4 separate regions of the Mus musculus genome follow, and all the other regions are linked to region 4. A link is a contact called in public Hi-C and HiChIP or PLAC-seq data. All regions are on one chromosome and are shown on one strand. The core of a region is the stretch at or near the end of the contact, and the rest is flanking DNA. Distances in the headings are between cores, read along the strand shown. Region 1 overlaps Gm50595. Region 2 overlaps Gm50595. Region 3 overlaps Gm39857 (a long non-coding RNA gene). Region 4 holds the start of Hoxd9 (homeobox D9).

The links. Hi-C and Micro-C count contacts between places; a contact is called where the count stands out from the background. HiChIP or PLAC-seq counts read pairs in DNA pulled down with a chosen protein or histone mark.
Region 1: a contact with region 4 is called in an H3K27ac HiChIP or PLAC-seq map of T-cell acute lymphoblastic leukemia, with 6 times the contacts expected there. The contact joins the enhancer-like site here to the promoter of Hoxd9 in region 4. A contact is called at or near these places in 8 of 39 promoter capture datasets (the 3T3-L1 cell line, 3T3-L1-derived adipocytes, the C10 cell line and 5 more), 5 of 484 Hi-C or Micro-C datasets (cerebellum, cerebral cortex, embryonic stem cells and 2 more), 9 of 115 datasets of contacts at active chromatin or transcription factors (T-cell acute lymphoblastic leukemia, craniofacial prominence, embryonic forebrain and 6 more) and 2 of 9 other capture datasets (adipose tissue and embryonic stem cells).
Region 2: a Hi-C map of uterus shows a contact between it and region 4, with 5 times the contacts expected there. The contact joins the enhancer-like site here to the promoter of Hoxd9 in region 4. A contact is called at or near these places in 2 of 39 promoter capture datasets (3T3-L1-derived adipocytes and hematopoietic stem and progenitor cells), 3 of 484 Hi-C or Micro-C datasets (all in uterus) and 3 of 115 datasets of contacts at active chromatin or transcription factors (embryonic forebrain, embryonic limb bud and neural tube).
Region 3: an H3K4me3 HiChIP or PLAC-seq map of embryonic limb bud shows a contact between it and region 4, with 4 times the contacts expected there. The contact joins the enhancer-like site here to the promoter of Hoxd9 in region 4. A contact is called at or near these places in 1 of 39 promoter capture datasets (the C10 cell line), 2 of 484 Hi-C or Micro-C datasets (both in uterus), 7 of 115 datasets of contacts at active chromatin or transcription factors (craniofacial prominence, embryonic forebrain, embryonic hindbrain and 4 more) and 3 of 9 other capture datasets (embryonic stem cells, liver and macrophages).

What each region holds. Positions count from the first base shown.
Region 1 is chr2:75,469,184-75,472,122 of GRCm38.p6, reverse strand. Gm50595 reads left to right here. Exons shown (of 7, transcript XM_017319380.1): 4 at 1,499-1,710; 5 at 2,907-2,939. Among named protein-coding and RNA genes, the nearest start is that of 9430019J16Rik, 26 kb to the right of the region's middle. Within about 2 kb of position 1,577, at least 96 of the 459 cell types and tissues checked have an H3K27ac peak or open chromatin away from gene starts, as enhancers often do. A contact at or near this core is called in T-cell acute lymphoblastic leukemia, adipose tissue, cerebellum and 6 more, where this site is marked.
Region 2 is chr2:75,512,968-75,516,001 of GRCm38.p6, reverse strand. The region is part of intron 2 of Gm50595; the gene reads left to right. Gm39854 (a long non-coding RNA gene) reads right to left here. Exons shown (of 3, transcript XR_866456.1): 3 at 975-1,139. Among named protein-coding and RNA genes, the nearest start is that of Gm39854, 5.5 kb to the right of the region's middle. Within about 2 kb of position 1,636, at least 4 of the 459 cell types and tissues checked have an H3K27ac peak or open chromatin away from gene starts, as enhancers often do. A contact at or near this core is called in uterus, where this site is marked.
Region 3 is chr2:75,350,047-75,353,166 of GRCm38.p6, reverse strand. The region is part of intron 3 of Gm39857 (a long non-coding RNA gene); the gene reads left to right. Among named protein-coding and RNA genes, the nearest start is that of Gm32927, 8.5 kb to the left of the region's middle. Within about 2 kb of position 1,391, at least 5 of the 459 cell types and tissues checked have an H3K27ac peak or open chromatin away from gene starts, as enhancers often do. A contact at or near this core is called in embryonic limb bud, where this site is marked.
Region 4 is chr2:74,696,008-74,699,173 of GRCm38.p6, reverse strand. It overlaps Hoxd9 (homeobox D9), which reads right to left and starts at 1,411. Exons shown (of 2, transcript NM_013555.4): 1 at 341-1,411. The coding sequence starts at 1,118.

The DNA.
Region 1 (2,939 bases), core at 328-2,827, 770 kb before region 4:
GAGACAAGAGTTTCTCTCAGTAGCTCTGGCTGTCCTGGAACTCACTCCGTAGATCAGGCTGGCCTTGAACTCAGAGATTCACTTGTTTCTGCCTCCTGAGTCCTGGGTATGAAGGTGAATGTCATCATTGCCTGGTTATTTACTTATTCTTTTAAAACCATTTTAGAGATTAAAATATAATTAATTCACTTCCCCTTTCTTTTTCCTCCCTCGAATTCCTCTCTATACACCTATTCTTAAAATGGTAAAAGATCTCTCTAGAAATGGGAAGTCCTCTTAGTGGGACTGAGCAGGCTGCCTTTAGACCAATTGTCAGACATGTTCACAAGGGCAAATGCTTCAGGAAATCAGAGTCCTACCATGTCCAGGGAGAGGAATTCTCAAAATCTTTGCTGCTGGAGCCACTGGGCATTTGTGAATCACCCGCTCAGTGGCTGCCAACCAGGGACTCCCACCTCAGCTGGGCACTGGGACTTTCAGCGTAAGAATTGCTGATCCCTAATGCTGAAGATTCTGAACTAGTCCTTTTGGGCTGGCATTTGAGCAGCAAATTCTCTCTCTCTCGATCTCTCTCTTTTTTTTCTGTCTGAGGCATGGTCTGGCTCTATAGCTGAAGCTGGCCTTGAACTTGTGTTCTTCGTGCATCAGCTTCCTGTGTGCTGGGATTCCAGCCCATGCTATCACACACTGCTGCCTTTGCATTTTTAAAAGATTTGTGCATGATTATTTTGGTATTTAGAGAGAGTTAAGAATAATTGTCTCGTGTAGTTTGAAGGCAAGCTTATAATAGTGCATCAAGTAGGAGACTACAGTGAGGGGGGCACTCAGCATTGCTCAGATAAACATGTCTTATTTCAAGACATGAACAGGTTTCTTCTCTCATTTTCTTCCCCTCCCTCCCTCCCTCCCTCCCTCCCTCCCTCCCTCCCTCCCTCCCTCCCTCCCTCCCTCCCTCCCTCCCTCCCTCTCTCCCTTCCTCCTTTCTTTTTTTTTACTTTTTGGAGGGAGGAGGCAGGGCCACACTATATAGGTTTAAATGGCCTGGAATTTGCTATGTAGATCTGGCTGGCCTCAAAACTCACAGAGATCCATCCGCCTCTGTCTGCTGAGTGCTGGGATTAAAGGTGAACATTACCACTGCCAGTCCGAAGCCTTTTCCTTCTCAGAAGCCCCCGGTCCCTTCCTGAACGACATGTAAACACTGTGTGGACCCTGTTTTCATCACATCCCAGGAAACCGCAGCACTCTAACCCCACCACTTCTAGGGCAGAGTCCCACACCAGAAGCCACAGTGCTTCCCCTGAGAGACCGGTTTTCTTTATGGGACACAGCCTTCAGTGAGGTGAAGAGATGCGGGGGCACAATAGGCAACATACGGGGTGGGGGTGTGAACAGAAATCAGCAACTCAGAACCAGATAGACTGATTTCGTGGGGGAATGTGGGCCCTGGTGAGCCTTATGATTTTTCTCAACCAGCACCCCGTTTCCGTTTCTGCAGCTCCCCACAACCACAGCTCTGAGCAGCGTGGGAAGACAAAGACAGCTGTGCCCGCTGGCGGCCTCAGATGTTCCCACAGCAGCGCTACACTGCAGGGTCCCCAGGGTCATCAAATATGCAGAAGGATGTTGGAGTCCTTTGTATCACAGCCAGAAATGCCATGTGCTCGGCGTTGGATCGCACTGGGCTCTTGTTCCTGCCAGTAGAAGATTGTGAGAAAGGGGAAATGGCTCTTTTATCAAACTGTATGCTGATAGCAGATTACGGGTGTCTTTGTGAGCTATAGAATGACAGATTTTCCAGGTTCTTGTTCAAGAAAAATGGCTAACTGAGAACTGTACTGGAATAAGAGCCCGACCATTCCAGAAGAAAATCACTGTCCTTAGTTCTCACTGAAATCCATTTTTAAAGGCTACAGCCTGCCTGTCCTCCTTGAGAAGAGCCAGCCTCAGCCTGCACCGCAAAGCCTGTTGGGTAGTTAGCTGCTTTTAGTTGATTAGCTCGGGAAAACTAGAGCTACCTTGAAACTCCCTGGTGGCTGGGGATGCCGGGAAATGCCACTGGGTGAAAGAGCACATGGCCACACAGCAGATGCCTCCTCCATTTCCCTTCAGACGTGAGACTTCTTGCAGTGGGAGATATACAGCTTTCATAACTGAGAACTAGAATATCCAACTTGGGTGACATTTTTTTCCTCTTCTATTTAAGCTGTTTTTCTTTTCTTTTTTATTTTAAAGATTTATTTATTATATGTAAGTACACTGTAGTTGTCTTCAGATACACCAGAAGAGGGCATCAGATCTCATTACGGGTGGTTGTGAGCCACCATGTGATTGCTGGGATTTGAACTTCGGACCTTCGGAAGAGCAGTCGGGTGCCCTTACCCACTGAGCCATCTCACCAGCCCCAAGTTGTTTTTCTTAACACAGCTAAGAGTACTGTGTTTTCGGAGTTTTGTCTTTTCTGAATGACTGGGAAGATTAACAGGAGCTTAATATTATTTCACTGGTCAGTGTTGGCCAATGGGAAGAGTAAGTGGGTTTCTATACCAGCAGCCCTTGGTCCAGTTTAAGCAAACATTTCCTAAGTGACAGGGATGAGAGAATAGAAATTTGTTCAATAAATTTGCCAATGAAAAAGTAGGGCATGGTAGTTTGCCTCTTATTAGAGCTGGTATTAAACGGTGTAAGTAAAACGGAAGAAGAGGAGGAAAAGAGGAAGGAACAACAACAACAACAGATACATGGAAACTGTGAAAGTTTAGAAGGCTGGTTATGTGTAGTACTAGGGCAAACATCACAGCACAAGCCGGGACCTGTTATTTACAACACACCTTAAGATATAACAAATTGTGATCAAGATCCATGTCTTGGAACAAACAGGTCATCAGCTGTCTTTTTCACACTAGGTCAACGGAACATGTCCTCTGCACAGGAGGTGG
Region 2 (3,034 bases), core at 387-2,886, 820 kb before region 4:
ATATTGCAGAGTTCACTCAAAGCCAGGAATATCTGCTATTAAATCATGGCAAACTAAAAAAAAAAAATTTTTTTTTGAAGTATTTCCTTGTGTCTGCTCTATGTCTACCACTGGCCCCACCAAGCCAGTGTTAACAGCTAAAGCATTTCTCTCTCCATCTTGTAATATAATTAAAAACAAATTTAGAAGCAGAATAGATGTTTTGTATGTTAGAGCCCTGTTAGTTTGGGAAGGGAACAGGCAATTCGTGCAGCTGTTTCTGCTGATTGTAAACCCAGAAGGGGGTTGGGGGGGGGGGAGGCAAAATAAAAAGGAAGAAAGAAATAGAATTGACCAAATATCTTTACTTTTGTTTCCCAGTGAAAAGTAACTCTTTGGGAACAGATGCAGAAAAATTAGGTGTAAATCAAATATTTTAAAGTAGCTCTTCGTCAAAAGAGATGCTCATAAGATAAAGGCACGAGGCAAGCTTCCAGAGGTCCAAGCACCTGGTGGCTGTGGACGGTATTAGCAGCTCACTGAAACCATTGCAGTTCAAGCTGAAGTTTAGTTTGTTTCTGGATTTGGCTTTTTTTTTTTTGTACTCTAGGAGGGAGAGTTTAAAGTGTAGTGGTTTTATGTTTTTGAATTAAGATGGGACTATAACTCCATGTTAGGAAAGCAAGACTGTGGGAATCCAGATGGTTTCACACACATGTGAAGTGATTATCTAAGCATGTATTTGCAGCCATTGCTGCAGGGGTGTGGCATGCTTAGTCAAGTCCCCTCAAGTCCTTGCTCTCATCATCTGGACGACCACTCCCAGGCTGGGCAGTGGTGGTGCACACCTTTAATCCCAGCACTTGGGAGGTAGAGGCAGTTGGACCTCTGTGAGTTCCAGGCCAGTTTGGTCTACAAAGAGAGTCACTCCCAACACACTGTCTAGCATTGAACTTGGTCAGGGTCATCTTGCCCCAGTCCACTTCACCTGACGCTACCTTTTCTTCTAAGACACTAGACAACTTGCCTTTTATGCTTGATGTTGAACAGTTTCTGATGTTGAACAGCTTCCTCCCCTTCTGCATGTGAAACCAGGCTCTTCAGTCTGTCAGCAAAATACCCAGAACAATGCGTAGCACATAGTAGGACCTCAACACATTCTTTAAAAAAAAAAAAAAAGCAAGTCTCATCTCTCGCTTTCATGAACTTCATAATAAAGCGTGAGTGCTGTAGATGGTAGGTAGGACCCAGCTTCAGCCTACCCACACAAATACATTTTCCCATCTCTCTCTCAAATGCAATCATGGCCTGTCTTGCTTGCTCAGTCTGTGCTATTCCTTTGCCTGGAATTCTTTTTGGCCTTTTTCTCCTGGCTAACTCAAATTCAGTTATCAGGACTCGGTTTAATTTGGGTTTTTCTTTCCCCTCCCAGGAAGCGTGGTGTGGTCTTCTGAGTCTATGCACTTCTAATCCCACCATGCTTTATTAACTTGGGAAGGTGACTTTGTATCGCCATTGCCCTTCTGGCTTTCTTTTCCCTTTGGCTGTGAGCTCATTGGGAACAGGAGCCAGACCTGCTTTGTGCACAGTTCTCTTTGTGTGGAATGCGGTGCCTGCCTCCTTTTAGGAGGAGTTTCCCAAGGCATGCATTCAATCAGCGATGCACAAAGAGGTCATACACCATCCGAAGCCAGCAGCATCTATTTTGGTAAGATCTGGGGAAGGCTAACCCGGCATCCTTCCCTTAAGTATTTTTATCTTCCGCAACACATTACTTTTGTCTCCAGTTTCCCTTCTCACTGAGTTGTCACAGGCTGTTAGTTTAGTGTCACAGTCACCAAGCAGTAGAGAAGCTGGATGCCCAGGAGCAAGGAGTTCAAACCCCACTCTTGTTATTTACTGACTCATTAGCTTCTCTGCCTGTTTTCTCACTCATACAATAGGGAAACTTGTGAAAATAATAGCTCAGGACACCTAGCAACACCTCAACCACAGAGTTCCAGGTAAGTGTGTAAAACAGTCTGTTGCAACTAGCAGAGATTACAGAGGAGGTATGTGTGCAGACCCTAGGGTTCCACCACAGCAGGTGAGTGGAGACATCTGTTGCACAGGTCCCTTTGTCTGTCCTGCCACCAGCATCTTCCCACACTGCAGAGTCCAGCACTCTCCGTTCCTTTGTGCTCGCTGCATCTCTGTCTCCTTCCGCTACGGCAGCTGGAACTGTCAAGTTCTCTCTCTTCCATAGTCACTCAAGTGCCTCTGTTCTGAGATGCTTTTAGAACTAGATTCTGTGCCTGTCTTTAGGTGCTGGGCCAGTGACCATGGCCACCCTCAGCTGTTGTAGATGCTCACTGCTCCTTGAATATGGCACCGTTGCTAAGCTGCAACTGTGGGTTTACCTCTTTCGGACAGGCTCTCTTGTAGCTAAGGCTAGCCCCAACCTCTCTATTTAGCTAAGGATTACTGATCTTCTTGCTTCTGCGTCCCAAGTGTTGAGATTACCGGTGTGGGCCACCGACACCATTATTTTTGGTGGTGAAGATGGATGGAGTGCCAGGAAAGCACGTTACCAGCAAGATATATTCCCTAGTCTTGTGTTTTTTAGACTGCAAAATGTCTTTATTCTTGTTAGAAGGGGAAACTAGTAACAATAAAGAGCATGACAAGGTTTGCGTGTGTGTGTGTGTGTGTGTGTGTGTGTGTGTGTGTGTGTATACATGTGCGTGTGTGCATGTGTGGCATTTGCCAATTCTCTACTCTTGCTTTAGTTTTGAGACCATGCAGCACCCATTGCCATTCTGATGTGAGCAGACCAAGCTGAGGGCTCACCCCAGAGAAGCATCCCTTGGCTCTCCTCTTAAAGGAGTCCTTGCCTAAGTATTGGAAGCAGCCACTTTGGCAGGACCCAGCTGCTACAACATTGTTAATGCCAGCAAATAAAAGTGTCAGCGGCCTGGGCTGGGGGCAGCTAGCAGCCTGAGTTCAGTGTTAGTCTGTCCAGATCTGCCTTGTAGGGGGCTGTTTCAAATCCAGCCCACATGAGTAGTGAGTCAAA
Region 3 (3,120 bases), core at 142-2,641, 650 kb before region 4:
TTTTATGCCCTCTTGAGATGTCTTGTTAAAAACATTTTATTGGGGATCCTAAAATTCAGTAAATTTGAAGCCCTTGGCACCTTGTAGATAGTTAAAGTTCTTCAAAAAAATGTCAGCAATAAATATTTGGCAAATATAAAGAATATGCACATTTTCCCAAGTGGGTGTTTTTTTTTTTTCTTTTGGTTCTTATAGTCAAGTGATGACACTGCAGTTCAGAGCATGAATGCATATTGATATTTTCCTCCAGAAACTGCATGGGTTGCTGAGAGAAGAGCGCTCCCACAGAGTTCTTTTTATGTGGGCACCTGGAAGCGGTGGCATGCTTGCTCTGGCTTACAGGGCTGTTTTGGACAATCAGGTGTACAGATGAGCAAGTGGTCTTTATTTAGAGCAATTAAAATCCTACCGCTTTCCTCTCTTGACATGCAATTACTAGGGCTCTGCTGTTTCCACTAATTGCTCTTGCTGGGGACATTGGTGAGAAGCCAATGATTTTGATGGGTAGTGGATTATCATTTTTACTTTGCTACCTGCGGAAAAAAAAATCATTTGCAAAATCCCATGTGTAATTAGCAAGACTCATGATTAATTGTCCTGCAAAATTAGCTTCACTGTTGCTTTTATTTTACTGCTTCAAATATTAATTAATGTTAAACCCCTTTCCTTCAGCTCCAGCTTTTGAATATTCAACGTGGCTTTGAAAAATTATCGAGGCTTCTACTTGCATTAGCATGCTGGAGCTTTGATCTCAGGAATAAGTATTCTGATTTAAAAGATCACACTTGGGTCATAAATAATTTTTATAGGAGGACAAACAAAGCATCAGGGCATCATGGGAAGGCATCCATGCACTAACTGAAAGCAAATTGTTTCAATAGTGATTCATTTCTGCATGCTTTTGGGGGGGGAACATCAGCAAATATGCAAAACACTATATTGTGTGTGTGTGTGTGTGTGTGTGTGTGTGTGTGGACCATTCCCCAGTGTCTGGCTGTCTACACAGGCCACTTCCTACCTGTACATAGGTGGTAGGTAAGGCTCGGAACCTTGGTAGGAAATCACAGACTTCCTGCACATACAGGGATCACAAATGCCATCCGCTGTAAAGACGACCAGTTCTCGAGCGCCTTAGAATCTCTGAATGACCAATTCTTTAAGTCTTGTTCCCAGCCTGGTGGTTCTCCCCATAGAGCACAGGTACAGCAAGATGTAGTCTTTGAAAGATTCTCAGGAGACCATGGGGAATGACTAGGATTGAAACTCATTGGTCTAGCTGAAGCACCTGGATGCCTGAATTCCCTCTGTCACATCTGGACCAAGCGATGCTTGAACACCTCTTGGGTCAGAGAACTCATTCTTATCCATGAAAATAGCTTTCACCTGCATTTCTTGCCCGTGTTTCCCCCTTCTGGTTTGATAACTGCAGGTGGTTAATTTAGCGGCTCAAGACGGCAGATGCCTGCAGCTTGTTGTTGTAAAATCAATTCTCCCTCATGTGCCTGGGCGTGAACTGATGGCATCTCTTCTACTGGCCTGGTATGGGTTACACATTATATCTAGGCAACTGGGAAAGAACCTCCATGATTGCCCTTTCAAAACCTCACTGCTGTGTGCAGCCTGGTGCTAGGGTCATGCTGCAATCTCATGGATCCTGGTGGTGGACTGTTGACAGAGGTGAGGTATTTTAAGGTCTGGCTGAACAATGTCCAGTGACCACAGATGTCTAGGAAACCACATATCTCTATGATAGAAGACTCCATGTGAGCGTTTTCTCTGCATAAAATTTCTCCCTGGGAAATGTCCACTTACACCAGGGCCTGGCCAGTGGGTTTCTCTCAGTCTCATTAGCCGGTGCTTCAAAGGCTTGGCAAGTAAGTACCCAGCATCCTTCTAGAGCAACTCAGAATTTCCAAGAAGTGGCCTTTGTACATAATGCTTCAAAGAAATACATTTGGGCTGGCCTGGCCCCTGTTGCAGCTAAATGTGAAGGAGCAGCACACCAGTGGCTAACGTGCACATGGCCCAACAGATGCTTTCACCACACGCTTCCTGGCTTCCCAGTAATTTCCATAAGACATAAAACAGAGGCCCTGGCTATCTGGGGTCATTAAAACAGCTCATGTTCTGCTCTCCTTAACCAGAGGGTGAGCTCAGGTGTTCTGGTTGGGCTGCCACTGAATTAAATGCCTCCCTCCTGGTACCACATCCCCCTCCCACCCAACTTTTGAGTCACACAGGTTTTTTGTATCCTGTCGGGGGCTGTGGACCATAGAAAGTTAGCCAGGAAGTTCAAAAAAAGCCACAGTGACTTCAATGGGTCTAGGAGGCTTCCAAATTGGTCTTTACATGCCTTGTTTTATGACATTCCTGAGAAAGCGGAGGCTTAGCTATCTTTCTGGTGATGGTGACAGAGCCTGCATGTCCTTGCTCTGTCCCAGGGATACTTCCTGACTTTACCTCTAGTGCCCAAAGGAGAGGTTCAAGTTGACATTGAATCACTGGAGTCATCTTAGTATGAAAGTAGAGTGAGATAGCTCTCTGAGGTTGAGCTTAGTTTTTCTTGTTTTGTTTTGTTTTTTAATTTAGCTTAACTTTGCCTCTTGATTCTCAGTATTATGGATGTGGTGAAGCAATGGAACACTGGTAAATATTTGGAATGGCAGATTGTCGGAGGCAGGGTTCAGCAAAGCATAGTAGTTCACATTGCTGCTCATTACCTTTGCTAGCTGAATCAAATATACCACACCATGGTTTCATTTTAATCTACAGTTACCTTCTCATTACTTTTACACCATTTTTTTTATACTCTAAGAGCTCCGAAATGAATTGCTTTTGAAGAACAGACAAAACCAAACCAAACCAAACAAAAACCAAAAACCAATTAATAACAACAACAACAAAGCCAAACCAAACCAAACCAAAACCCAAACCTACCAATTAACCCAAACTTATTTGGGCTCTTCTGTAGCCAACTTGGACCATAGGGAAAAAATTACTATTGCTGTTTCTGATGAATAATATCCACCCCACACACACCCTTCACACAGTGACTTAGGGACTTTTTCATAAGCTAGAAGGGGGTTGAGGTTACCCTTACCCATATTATCTGACAGATAA
Region 4 (3,166 bases), core at 162-2,661:
AGAGGGGGGTTTGCAGACAAGGGAGCGAGGGGCGGAGGGGAGGCAGGGAGAGACGACAGGGTGGGGAAGAGAGGTCGTTAAATTAATTTCACCAAGGATGGACGCTTTTCACAACTTGGGGGAATTATCATAAAAAGCCTTAATGCCCGCGCTCTGTTTACCGTACAAACCGCGCGCCCAAGGTAGGTGGTTATGGGAAGCTTTTTATGGATACGTGTTGCTCGCCTAGGCTTGGGTAGGCGTCTAGACGTTTTTATAGGTTAGTAAAACTATCAGTTTTGCACATTCGAGCCTTACAGGTTTCAGCAATAAATCAGGGGGCAATTTCTTTTGCACTTACTTGGGTCAAGTTGCTGCTGCGGCGGCTGCGGCGGCTGCTTCTCCTCCTCCTTCAGCGAGCAGCCCGGGCTCGGGTGATCGCTGCAAGCTGAGGGCTCGGACGAGCCTACCGCCCCTGGCCCGGTCCCGATTCCCACCCCGGGCCCGTTCCCTGTCGCCGCCGCTGCCTTGTCCCGCAGGAACGAGTTGCACGGGAATTCTGGGCCGCCGCTCCCCTGGGACTCGCGGGCCGCGGAGCACTCAGTCCTTTTGGAGGAGGAGGACGAGGAGGTGGAGGAGGAGGAGGAGGTGGAGGCTGCAGCGGGGGCCGGGGCCGCTCCGGTTTCAGGCTTAATCCCGTAGTGGCGCCCGTTGGCTGGGCCACCGGGGCTGGGAACGGGACCCGGGCCTCCGCCACCGCCGCCACCACTGCCACCGCCACCGCCTGCGCCGCCGGGGAAGCCGGGCAGCGGCTCCATCCAGGAGCGTACGTAGCGTCCCGGCTCGGCGGCAGCCAGGGGCGGCGGGGACACGTACGGGTGGTACAGGCCGCTCATCGTCGCCGCCGCCGGGGGCTGGGCGGCCACCGCGGACCACGAGGCGGAGAACACGGACGATTTGGGGGCAAAACTACACGAGGCGAACTCGGCGGTGGCGGCGGCTGGGCCATCGGCCACACCTGCGGGCCGGCCCTGTGTCCCCGGCCCCGGTGGCCCAAAGCGCGCGGCGAACACCTCGTCGCCCTCATGGCCTATGAGCGAGTCCACGTAGTAGTTGCTGAGGGTGCCACTGGACGACATGGTGAGGCGCCGCTCGCTCCCACCCAAGGTTCCACTGCCCACCGCCGAGCGGCTCCTCGCCGGCGCCCGAGCCGCCGACTAGTTCGCAGGCTGCAGCCACCACCATTGGTCGCGCGGCCCACGTGATCATATTTACCAATACCCGGAGTAAATCAGTCCGCTAAACTGGGGGCTGCTGTGATTTAAAAAAAAAAAAATCATCATCAACAGGAGCGTTGCAATTAGAGCTGCCGGGCCCAGGTCCACGCACCAGCCCGGCCTGGCCCGGCTCAGCCCGCCCTGGTGGCGGCGGCGGCCACAGGCCTAACTGCGGCCGCAGGAGGCGCTGGGGACTATTTGTTCATCTCTTCTTGCCTCTCTGGGTCCTGCGATCTCCACCCGGACTCTGGCTCTCCGACTCCTGGGCTCTGAGCCCTGGGCCGGGCTTCTAAGTCACACCTAGGCGATTATCCAAAGCCCCGGAGCAGTTGGAGGCTCCTGGGCCCGGGCTGCCCCAGGCAGGCTGGCCTTTAAGGGCGGACCCCTGTCGCCCAAAGGGAGTCGTTCTCCCCTCGCCTCTTTTCTTACCTAAACCCATCCCTACACACACACACACACACACACACACACACACACACACACACACTCACACAGCTTGGCGTGTTGTTTAAAACAGGTGGAAGACCTCTGTAATGATATTATGCCTTTCAATAAAAATTTTATGAGGTGTATTTGATTATAGATTAATGTGTCCCTAATAAAACGGACGGATGGAGCAGCTCGGAGTGCCCCTCCCTCTACCGCGCTCACACTCCCGGGGCAGCCACATGTAAACCCTCGACAAAAAGCTAGGCACACGCCCCGAGGCCCAGGGGGTGAGCTGGGTCAACTGGACTCTCGGGCCTGGTCCAGCTCAGCATGGCTTCCAAGGGGCGGCCTCCAAGGGCTGTCTCTCTGCCCTCGCATGGGTGGTGAGCACTGGAGTCCCAAGGAGCCGACAGTGATGGCCATGGTGCCTCATCTTTCCCCAGCCTTCTGGAATGGCCCTGCAAGAAAACATGCCACAGAGGGGAAAACCTAAAGGCCAGTGAGACCGGTTCTCACTAGCCGGAATTAGCCCAGCCTCAGAGAGGCCTGCAGGAACCGCATCTCCGAGGGTAGGTTCGCTGCGTGCCTTTCACACGTGCCTGCAAACGGATTCTGAAGATGTCTTCAAAATCCAGACGAAAGAACAGGTCCTTGATCCACCCCCTTTCCAGTTTTCCCCTTGAGAGGTAAGGCCGGGCAGCCTTGAATCTGAGAGAAATGCCCATTGTCACTCCCAAATCCATGGTACAAAGCCTGCCTGGGAGCCGAGACAAAAGCCGCACGCCAGCGGCGGCTGAGAGGACATATTCCTCGCTCTACAAGTTGCCCAGAGCACCCTTGGAGGGCTCCCAACCCACCTCTAGCCCCGCCAAGAAAGGGGGTAAATGGCTACTTAGGACCTGATTGATTGCCTTGGCGAATGGCTTTCTGATTTTGTTTCAGGGGGCCTGCCCTTTCCTGTAGCACAGGTTTCCCCCCATCAGCAACTAATGGCGCTCCCCACATCGCTGGGAGAAACGCAGAGGTTAAAATCACTCTACTTCTTTTGCCCATCCAAGGTAAGTCAGGGGCAAATTTATTCCAGTCCTCTCAAGCTAGAATGGAATCAGACACTTCTCTCTCTCTCTCTCTCTCTCTCTCTCTCTCTCTCTCTCTCTCTGCTAGCCTCAGAAAAATACGTCCCTAAAGGGATCTGTCTTGGAATTTGAGAGGATTTGGGGTCTGGGAGAGGAGGTTTAAAAAAATCAGTACCGAGCATCCCAAAGACTGTCTGGATGGGGCGAGGCAGCTCAGAGACGCTGAATGCACCGTTCTTTGGGAGGAAAAGGGCCTGTGTTGGGGGGGGGGGGATCCTGTTTTGTGAAATTCTTTGAAGATGGGTTAAAAACCACAGGCCAGACTTGGGGCAACGAGTTCAGTCACCTCTTCCCTTTTTCCTGGTAGCACAAGATGAATGTGGGCTCAATGACAGGGATTCTACA